2 separate regions of the Danio rerio genome follow, and region 1 is linked to region 2. Evidence: chromatin contacts called from public Hi-C data. All regions are on one chromosome and are shown on one strand. The core of a region is the stretch at or near the end of the contact, and the rest is flanking DNA. Distances in the headings are between cores, read along the strand shown. Region 1 has its middle 26 kb from the start of als2a. Region 2 holds the start of fzd7a (frizzled class receptor 7a).

The links. Hi-C and Micro-C count contacts between places; a contact is called where the count stands out from the background.
Region 1: a Hi-C map of an unstated tissue shows a contact between it and region 2, with 8 times the contacts expected there. The contact joins the enhancer-like site here to the promoter of fzd7a in region 2. A contact is called at or near these places in 6 of 18 Hi-C or Micro-C datasets (caudal fin, embryo, hematopoietic stem cells and 1 more) and 4 of 4 datasets of contacts at active chromatin or transcription factors (caudal fin, embryo, gastrula embryo and 1 more).

Annotation. Positions count from the first base shown.
Region 1 is chr9:13,747,248-13,752,547 of GRCz12tu, forward strand. No RefSeq gene overlaps it. Among named protein-coding and RNA genes, the nearest start is that of als2a, 26 kb to the right of the region's middle. Within about 2 kb of position 3,269, at least 5 of the 62 cell types and tissues checked have an H3K27ac peak or open chromatin away from gene starts, as enhancers often do.
Region 2 is chr9:13,497,801-13,502,832 of GRCz12tu, forward strand. fzd7a (frizzled class receptor 7a) reads right to left here and starts at 3,545. Exons shown (of 1, transcript NM_131139.2): 1 at 811-3,545. The coding sequence starts at 3,105. The coding sequence ends at 1,426.

The DNA of each region.
Region 1 (5,300 bases), core at 2,019-4,518, 250 kb after region 2:
CATGGATAATAACCATTAAAATGTGCCTGAATAATAAGAATTATAAACATTAGTTTCAATAGTTTATTAATCATTTACGAACTTATTCTGAATGATCCTGAAAAACATCAACTTTCTTAAATACAAATGGTTTGTAAAAAATGCAATACTTCATTAAGTCATGAAAAATCAACCAGTCACAAATTACGAAAGTACAATTATTAAACATATTATACATGTGGTTATAAGCCCAGAATACAGCATTTGTAGCTGCAGTTACAAATGCTGCTTACATATGTCTATTAATGCTTAACAAATAAGTAATGCATTAGATGATAATGCTTATTAAAATATTCATAGTGTGTAGTTAGTATAAAGAGTTACCAAAATTCTTTTTTTATGTTCAACTGAAGTGAACATATTATTTTTTGGATTCACAGCAAATGTTCATGTTAAACATTTCTGAAAGTGATTCTATAATACTTACAGTATACATAATACTCAGAGCATAATATTTATCCCCAATTGTAAAAACAAAAGGCAAATGTGACAAGAACTGAAAACTTAAATAAATAAATTTTAAAAACATCTCACAGCTAGTTTTCCTCTGGCATTATAGTCAAAACAATGTCAGTAATGGAAAAAATATGTTACATACAATTGTGTGAATGTTGTATATGTTGTATCAGTATATGTTATATCATAAAAAATATGCACAAACTACAACATAAATCTATATATATTTATTTATTTTTATATTAATTTTTTTTTTACCAAAAACGCCATGTAGTCTTACATCTACCGTATGATATGATTTGTATAACTAGGCAAAACGGGGCACTTGACACCATCACAAAAGTGTTTTAATAATTCTGTAATTAGTTAAATAAGAATTTTAAAAATGCTAATTATATATATAGTAGTGATTGTTATAACCAATTTATTATTTTGTAATACACATATTATTTCGTAAAAGGTGGTTAGAAGAAAATTGATACTATTCCATCTATAAAATTTAGCTCCTCGTTCTCATCATTATCAGTCATCTGAAAAATCCTTGCAGCAGAAGGTGCTGCCGGTCATTCCAGTGGATAGTATGATCCATTAAACTAAGTCCAAACTATTAAACTTTTCAAATCTTCATTAATTTTTTAAATAGGATGTACATCAAGACAGCGGTAAAAAGAAAATCTTAATTTCAGTTTCACGCCAACTTTAAACTTCATCATCAAAATTGTTCAGTATTATTGACAGAAATAATTATCTCAGAACATTGTGTTCTCAACTTCACTCAAAAATGCAGTTAAAAAAAATTGCTGAATTTAACTTAATTGCTTAACTGTATGTTCAGTAAATCGTTAAAAACAAATTCCTTCATGTTGTCCCAACACAAATTGTTGTGTGGAACCCAGCACTTCTTTCAAAGTGCTAGAAGATAACATGACAACATTTTCTATTATGTGTGTTGTCGACACTCTCATAGCAGATTTTTATTATTGATGTTTTATGCAACATAGGTTCATTCTGAAAATGCAGCTCTATATACGAATTATGCAAATTATGTAGCCACAGTTACGTATGGCTGCATTTCATTTCTAAAATGAATGATACAGGGCGGTATGACGCCGTTCCATTTCACACGTACCAGCTGACCGCTTACCTTTGTATAGATAGCTTTTCCATTGTTACCAGTTTGTCTGGTAGCTTGACATGTATGTCAGCGGACTGGAGACACAGTGAGGAGATGACTACAACGACAGGGTTCGAGTTCGTTAAAAAACGTTTCCAGTAAGAATCAAAAAATTAAATAAACAAGTAAATAACTGGGTGAGAATGTGGTAAAATATGAAAACATTGTAAACGAGGGCTTTCTTTTTCTGCATTGTTTTTAAAAATTATTCGGGTTTAGGGGAGTGGGTTGTGAGTCAATCAAGACAATTGGTTGGGTTCAGGGAAGGAGGATGGTCGGTCAGGTAATTAGTCAGTCAGTCAGTCATTCAGTCAGTCAAACAGTCAGTCGACAGCAGCTTCTGGTGTACTTACGTCAGAAATTTAAAATCTCAAAAAGCCTACACAGCAGCCTCTGAAGGATTTACGTGAAAACAGCAGGCACAAATGGCTCTCACGATAGAAATTTGAGATCTTAAAAACCATGCACATCAGCCACTGGTAGATTCATTAAGATAAAATCTGTAAAAAAAAAAAAAAAAAAACGTAGCTCCTGGGACGTATTTGGCACTCTCCAGAAATGTATATAGAGGTAAATTTTCAGAATGAGCTTGAGTTGATTTTATGCTTCCTCAGAAGTGACAGTTTTATTATCTTGAGCACATGCTTTATTCAAAATTGTTATAAGTGATATTTTATGTTAGCACATTGGTTAACATATGTCCAGCTTGTTTGTAAGTTACTTAATTTTAAGTGTTACATAAACCCACCCTTGCAGTCTTCTGGAAGACTACACATTCATAAAACATGCTTGTTTTCATCATTTTAACGCCATATGATTTGAACGATGCAAGATCTATGTCATATTCATGACTTCACATTTGATTCTTGTCATCAATTATTGAGAAAGCTGTGCTCTCGCTGTGTTTTTTCTTTTTGTTCTTCTGTAGGTGTTTCATTATATATGGACGTACAGTTGCTTACACCCATCCTTCTGCGGTTGCAGCAACAGCAAAACACATGACGAAGATCTGGCGAGGGAATACAGTGCAACTGGTCCATATTTTTCCTCTACCATTGTGAAAATTATGGTAAGAAGAGAAATGCAACAGAAACACTGATTTACCACTTCAGTTTATCAGTGTTGTTGAGGTTTTGAGTTGTCATCAGCTAGAAATATAAACAGCAGAAGTGAATACTGTATGATTAATGTGTTATGCCATCAACCAGTGAAAATCACAGAAAGACAAGAATAAGCTAACAGAACCAAACCCAAAACAGTGCTGTGCTACCATCATGCTTTTCTTTCAACAGCAGTTAAATGGACATGCTGATGGTCGAGTTAAACTGTAATTTAACCCCACTTTTGTATTATCTATCATGCAAAAGCTGTGGCCACTGAGTGACTAACAATCCGGGTACACATAAGTAACAGCGCTTGGCCGTGGTTTTTGTGTTAACAGTCTCTGCGGGCATGAACACAGCAAAGTGAATGCATAACTGGATAGAGCTTAGGGATGTATATGTCTTCTTTCATCAAATATAACTGCTCATGCCGCAGCTGAGTGCTCATAAATAAAAACTGCCAAAAACCTCAGAAGCACGACCTTCAAAAGCAGCCAGGGCAGCTGTGGTGTAACGCGGAACTGTGACTACACAAACACACACACACACACACACACACACACACAGTGGAAATCAAAATTAGAGAACAACTATTTCCTTAATCATCTGATGAAGCTTATATAACTGGCAGACTAGCTTTCCAATTTTGACTTTGAAGAAGTGTGTGATGTCAATGAGAGATTGAGGTGAAGTGGGATGGAAATTGGCCATAGAGTGATTTTTTAAAGCTGAAGACATAGGAATGATGATAAGGACAGCTTATTCTCCTGATGTTGAGACTTTTTTGTTTGTTTGTTTGTGAGATTTCCCGTAAGAAACTACTAATGAAATTGACAATGCCAGTTTGTTTATATGGCAAAATTAAAAACCAACCAAGTTGATCAATGTGCTTCACAGTAACCAAACACCACTAACAGCTATGTCTGTGTGAGACTAGTGGTGTCTGTGAGAGATTAGTGATGCAAGCTATCATTCATTCATTTTCCTTCAGCTTAGTCCCTTATTTATCAGGGGTTGCTGCAGCAGAATGAACCGCCAACTATTCCAGCATATCTTTTATGCCTTTCCAGCAACAACCTAGTATTGCGTAACACTCATACACTCTCGCATTCACACACACACTCATACACTATGACCAATTTTGCTTATTCAATTCACTTATAGCGCATGTCTTTGGACTGTGGGAGCGAACACTGGGAAAACTTGCAAACTTCACACAGAAATGCCAACTGGCCCACTGACTCGAACCAGCCACTTTCTTGCTGTGAGAAAACAGTGACAACCACTGAGTCACCATGCCGCCTGCAAGTTATCAGTCAACTTACATTTCACTGATATACAAAGCAAGACACAATGGACAATAAAACTCATCAAAATGTTTTCTTATTGACTTTATTTTGTTCTGTCCTTGTTTATTATATGGTGTAGTGGTGCAGTGAAGGCTCTGTTTCCAGCAGGGGTCTCAATTACAGCTCCCTCCTCAAACAGACTGCAGCTGCTTGGTTTCTTCAGTTGGCAAAAACACTGCCCTCTGCTGGTGAATTACACAAGTACACATGCTCTTTGTGATTGCTTCACAAACACTTTAGTGCCTACAGTAATTAATGGTGCATTCAGAGGACAGGATAGAGAGTAAAGAGGCAGGTTTATCCCCTACACTCAAAAAATATTTTTGCTGTTTTTTCAAACCACTTATTTAAAATGAGTTGAATCAACACAATTCTTCAGTTGTTGTTTTTTGGAGGGGTCAACTTAATTGTTTTATGTTAAATCCATCTAAATTTGTAAAAAACAATTAAGTTGCTGGGTTAAAATGCTGGGTTCCACACAATTTCTTCATGTTGTCCCAACATGAAAATATTAAGCAAAAAATAAAAAATAAAAATAAAAAAACTTTGTGTTGTTTCAGCTTGTCACATCCCCGGCTCTTTCCTGCTCACCCAATCACCGCTCTTCCTAACAAACTACCTCCATCTAAAGTTGCGGTCACACTGGGCTTTTTCTCTCAAAGACTTCTATTCATACGCACACGAATGCGTCAGAGCGGAAACGCAGGGTCATGTGTCAAATTTCGCAGGTTGCTGCGGTGCAAAGTTCAAGCTTGGTGAACTTTGATCTGTGAAATCGCATCACTTAAATGCGTGAGACCAATCGAGGATCAAAACATGACATCTCTGGACAGAAATTTAAAACATGGAGCAATCGCTCACTTTTTTAATGTCTAATAATCTTCTTTAATCCCACCCCATTTCGCAGCTCCGCACGATAGAATTCCGCATTATCAAACTCTAGTGTGACCGCAGCTTAATACCCTGAACCCTCACCGACCTTCTAATCACCTGCACCTGTTCCCCATCATCAAGACACTATAAAAGCTCACCTCATCCTCTCACTCATCGGCAGGTATTGAAGTCGGATGGTTGTCCTCACGTTCGCTCCTTCATCTTCTCCTCTTCTTCCATGGATGTTCCTTATTTGTCTGTGAATCCTTCACACTGATCAAGGGAAGTGAATATTCTCATATGGTG
Region 2 (5,032 bases), core at 2,295-4,794:
ATTGTTTTTATACTTTTGTAACTGTATGTACTTGTATTCCAGTATTTTACACATTTCTTCATTTTTAAATAAAAGTTTAAAAAAAGAAAATACTGTAAAGTCAGCTTGTAAATCAAGTGTTCCCAATATATCAGTAGCCTGTGGGTGGCGCTACAGCACCAGATTTACACTGCTAGAGTTTGTGTAACAAACACGAATATATTTTATTCTATCATGTAAACACGACATTGTAAAACCCAACAGTCAACTTTATGTAATGAAATGAGTGTAGTCAACTCAAAATTGACTGAAAGTTAATTCTACTAATTTAAAAAAGGTTAAATACCTCATTACTTCAACTTAAATTAAGTTCACTGTACTCATATAGATTCTTTTTTTTTAAACTCAAATGGCTAGTAGCAATCGGTTTCCGAGTTTTCTTAATTTTTTGGGTTTTACTGTGCTCAAATTGCTTCATTTACTCAAATGTATTAAGTTCACAGTACTCATTAGGATTAGTTTTTGAACCTAAATGGTTTGTTGCAACCGGTTTCCTCAAATAGTTTGAGTTACCTTAACTTTTTGAATTTTACAGTGTAGCTATATATGACCATGTGCATGTTTTATGCTGCTTCTTTCAATCAAATTAAAATGAATTATAATCCAGACTCTAATACCACATTTTGGTCACCAGTTTTCAAAAAGTTATTCTGAGCACTTTCTGGTTTAGTTTTCTTAAAAAAAAAAAAAAAAAACTAGAAATATCCCAAATGCAATGCTCGAACTGTTATGAAGGAAAATCGATTAACAGAAGTGAAGCGAGTCAGTGTGTTAAAAATCTAATCATTTTATTCAGCGAAACTGTACAGATACAAAGGTCTCTTACCAAATTTTAAAAATCAAGTAAAAAACTGCGAGATTATTTCCATAAATACATATATTCTTTGAGAAAAGGTGATTATTTACACGTTACGTCGTTTAAAGGGAGCTTGCATAAATTCACAGCTGTATACACATGCATAAAAGAATCCGGATCCTAATGCGTACTCGACGGTCCGTGTGTGCACACAAGTATGCATGATTGTCGACGGAGGGCTGCGAAAGTCATACAAGTCCCCGGTTAAAACAAGTGTTGGTACATGTGTGTATAAGGCAAACTACATCCAACATTTCAGGTACACAACCGTGAGCACAGGTCTCACATGTGACCAAGATATGACATCGTGTTACACAGAAATAATGTCTCTTTTTCTCTCTCTCTCCACATACAAATATACGAGAAAACCCAATGGTTAAACAGACTCGGGCTGATAACACTGTTCATGAGGCTCCGTTTGTTTCCACGCACAGTAGTGTCCGCAAAACTCACTCAACAAGTCTCTCTCCGCGTAACAGTCCGCACGAGACATTCAGCCAAAGCATGACCGAAAACGATCGCTCTTTTTCTCATACCGTCGTCTCGCCCTGGTTGCTGTTGCTGAGCCGTTTATAAAACCTGCGCCACGACTGCAGAGTTTTTCCAGACCATATCCAAAATCCAGAGGTGATCCCTACGATCATGGTCATCAGGTATTTGATCATGAATACGGTGAAGTCTGGAGACATGGGGGCGAAGTTGTTAACCGGGCAGGGAACCGCGAATCTCTTGCACGTCTGCATGTGCCAGGTCTTCTCCCACTGCTCTCGGAAAGCCTGCTCGTAGAAGTAGCAGGCGATCACGATAGTGGCGGGCACCGTGTAGAGCACGCTGAACACGCCGATGCGCACCATCAGCTTCTCCAGCTTCTCCGTCTTGGTGCCGTCGTGCTTCATGATGGTTCTGATGCGGAAAAGCGACACGAAGCCGGCTAGGAGAAATGAGGTACCGATGAAGAGGTAGACGAAGAGGGGCGCCAGGACGAAGCCGCGCAGAGAGTCCACGTTGTAGATGCCAACGTAGCAAACCCCGGTGAGCATGTCGCCATCCACTTGGCCCATGGCAAGGATGGTGATGGTTTTAACCGCAGGAACTGCCCACGCGGCGAGGTGGAAATACTGAGAGTTCGCCTCAATGGCTTCATGACCCCACTTCATGCCCGCTGAGAGAAACCATGTAAGAGATAAAATGACCCACCAGATTGAACTCGCCATCCCGAAGAAGTAGAGAATCATGAAGAGGATGGTGCAACCCTCTTTTTTCGTGCCTTGCGCGACGGTTTTATAACCGTCGTCGCTGAATTTGTCGATGCAAACGACTTTGTCTTCGAGGAAAAATCCAGCTGCATATGCAACGGCCACCATGAAGTAACAGCCGGACAGGAAGATGATGGGCCTCTCCGGGTAACGAAACCGCCTCATGTCCACTAAATAAGTGAGGACGGTGAACAAAGTGCTAACACAGCACAAAATTGACCAAATGCCGACCCAGAGGCGACCGAATTTGACTTCTTCCTCTCTGAAATACATCAGTCCGTTGGGTCTAGTGGGCTCGCATGGCGCCCCGCAGTCCTTTTCGCCCATAAAGTGGTACTTCAGATAAGTGGGCACTTTGAGTTGCAGCGGGCATGTGAATTGCTGGTTGGGTCTGACCACCAGGTTTGGCTGTAATGTAATCAGTTCTGGGACGTAGGGCGTCGGGTTTGAAGTGGGGCTCCCCGCGTCCGAGGTGTTCTGGCCCACGCAGATCTCACCCGCGCCGTGCACCGGGAAATTCTCGCAGCGCAGCCGCTCGGGCCACTGGAAGCCGAACTTGTTCATGAGGGCCTCGCAGCCCTGTCTCGCGCGCTCGCAAAGGGACCGACACGGCGGGATGGCTTGCTCGAGCACCGTGCAAACCGGCGCGTACATGGAGCACAGGAAGAACTTCAGGTCCATGGAGCACTGCACTTTTACTAGGGGATAGAACTGGTGCACTTCGAGACCGGCGTCCTCCTGGTTGGTGTGTCCCAAAAGATTCGGCATAATGGTCTGGTTGTAGGCGATGTCCGTACAGAGAGGTATAGATATAGGCTGGCAGAAGCCGTGCTCGGGTATGGAGATGCCCTTTTCTCCGTGATACTGACCGCTGGTCGTTTGTAGAGCCACAGTGAAAAGGAGAAGAAAATAACGAGTAATTCCACAACAGTGTTGCATTTTGAGGAAAGCCATTTGTTTTGGATTCGGTCCGAATGAAACGAAGCTGCTGCGGTTGCTCCGCAAGAAAGAAAAAGTTTCTGTGGATTGTTCGTTTGCGAATAAACCAACAAAAACCTCCTCGTCTGAGCTCCCTTTATAGCTCTCGTTGTCTGAAAGCGATCATGCTAGGCAAACGAGTGGATATGTGGAGAAACCCCCTTTTAGAAAGTCCGAAAATACATCCAAACTAAATCCACACCGCGCGCATCGTTGTGTTATTCTTCAAGCGTCTGGAGAGAATCTTTCGACTGCTGTTTAAAGTTTCCCTTGCTCTCCGAATCCCGCTGTGCATCCAGTGACTTTCGAGCTGTGTTTCAGAGAGTCGTGAGTCTGCTGGAAAACTTCAGTTGGTTGTCTTGAACAGAGTGCGGTTTCCTCGCTCGCCTCGCGTGCGCTCAGTAGACGCGCTTCCCACTGACTGGAAGGTTTGAGCGCAAGTGAGGCGCACATACAATAATGTGCCGTCGGTTTCTACACACCCCTCATTCAGAATCACTGCCCCTCCACGTGGGGCGCCTTGAAACCAGCATCGCTTTAGACCAATCGCATGTTTTGTTTTGCTTTGCGTCTTGGTTTTGATTGGTCACTGGGTGTAATTGCGGTGGGTTTCAGTTATCAGAAACTTTCCTTCTATATACGGCGGAGGAAAAAATCCATAGGTTACTTTCTGAAAGTGTGAGGATTCACTGAGCTTGAAAATCCTTTCTCATTTGTTTGATACGCAATCAGTTTTTGTTAATTGATTCAAATTCTTCTTTAGTTTTATAAACAGTTAAAGTGAAAATAATGTGCATATATGGTTATTACTGATTTGCGCATTAAAACAAACTTTGGTGACAAATCAGTGTAGAAACTAGATCCGACTGTTTTGATCTGATTGTTGACAATAACTCTATAACCTAATCATGAACCTAGCACAATAACCTAAGAACTTAATCAATTAAAATATTCTGTGAGTACATAAATATTTCCCGGTGCACTAAATTATTTAAAGGAATCACTTTAATTAATAGTCTTATGTAGTTTCTAATGAATTAGGCTTTTTTCATTTACTCAATAATTTCAGTATAGTATCTCGAACTTTGTTCTGACAACTTTAGTTGTTAAAACTTTTAAAAGTCTCTTTATTTGAATTATGTTGCAGTTTATAATGAGATGTTGTCAGTGTTGTTCAAACCTGTTTCTTAGGCAGTGTGTTATTTTAAACGACAAGAAATTTCAATAAAGGCTATTTTGTTAAACTGGGTTAAATTGTTAATATCAAAAGTTGTCGGAACAGATTACAAGGTCCCATAATGCAATTTAAAAGTGTAAATGAATGGAAAATGGCAGTAAATCATGAGATATTGTCATAACAGTGTATTTTCGTAAAATAGTTTTTTGTATTGAAGTATTATTTTGCAGGAATGTTTGGTAACACTATCATCAAGCTCATATTCACTAATTATTACACGTTTGTCTTTAATAATCTGCTACGTCTTGATTGTGAGGAAGGTGTAGTTTAGTTGGGGCTAAAGAATCTAGAATATGGTCATACAGAATAATAAAATAATAAACAGCCAAAATGCTAATAAGCCACTAGTTGATAGTTTTGTAATATTTTGTTTTATTTAACTTTTATAAGATATTTAACAAAAAAGTACAATACCAATACAAGAAGAAAAATAGTACAGAATAATTGACAATAACCCCCATTCCACACAAAAAAGAGGGATTGTCTCTGTTACCAATTCACACAACATATGTAGCATAAATATATAAACAAGAGATGACAATACTCACATTTTTACAAAACCAGTATTAGGTTTTGTAAAACCAGGTTAGAGATACAGATGAAGATTTACAAAAAAATAGGTCCCCATCTGGTTTTAGCTTTTTTTCTGTAAAGTTTCAAGATGTA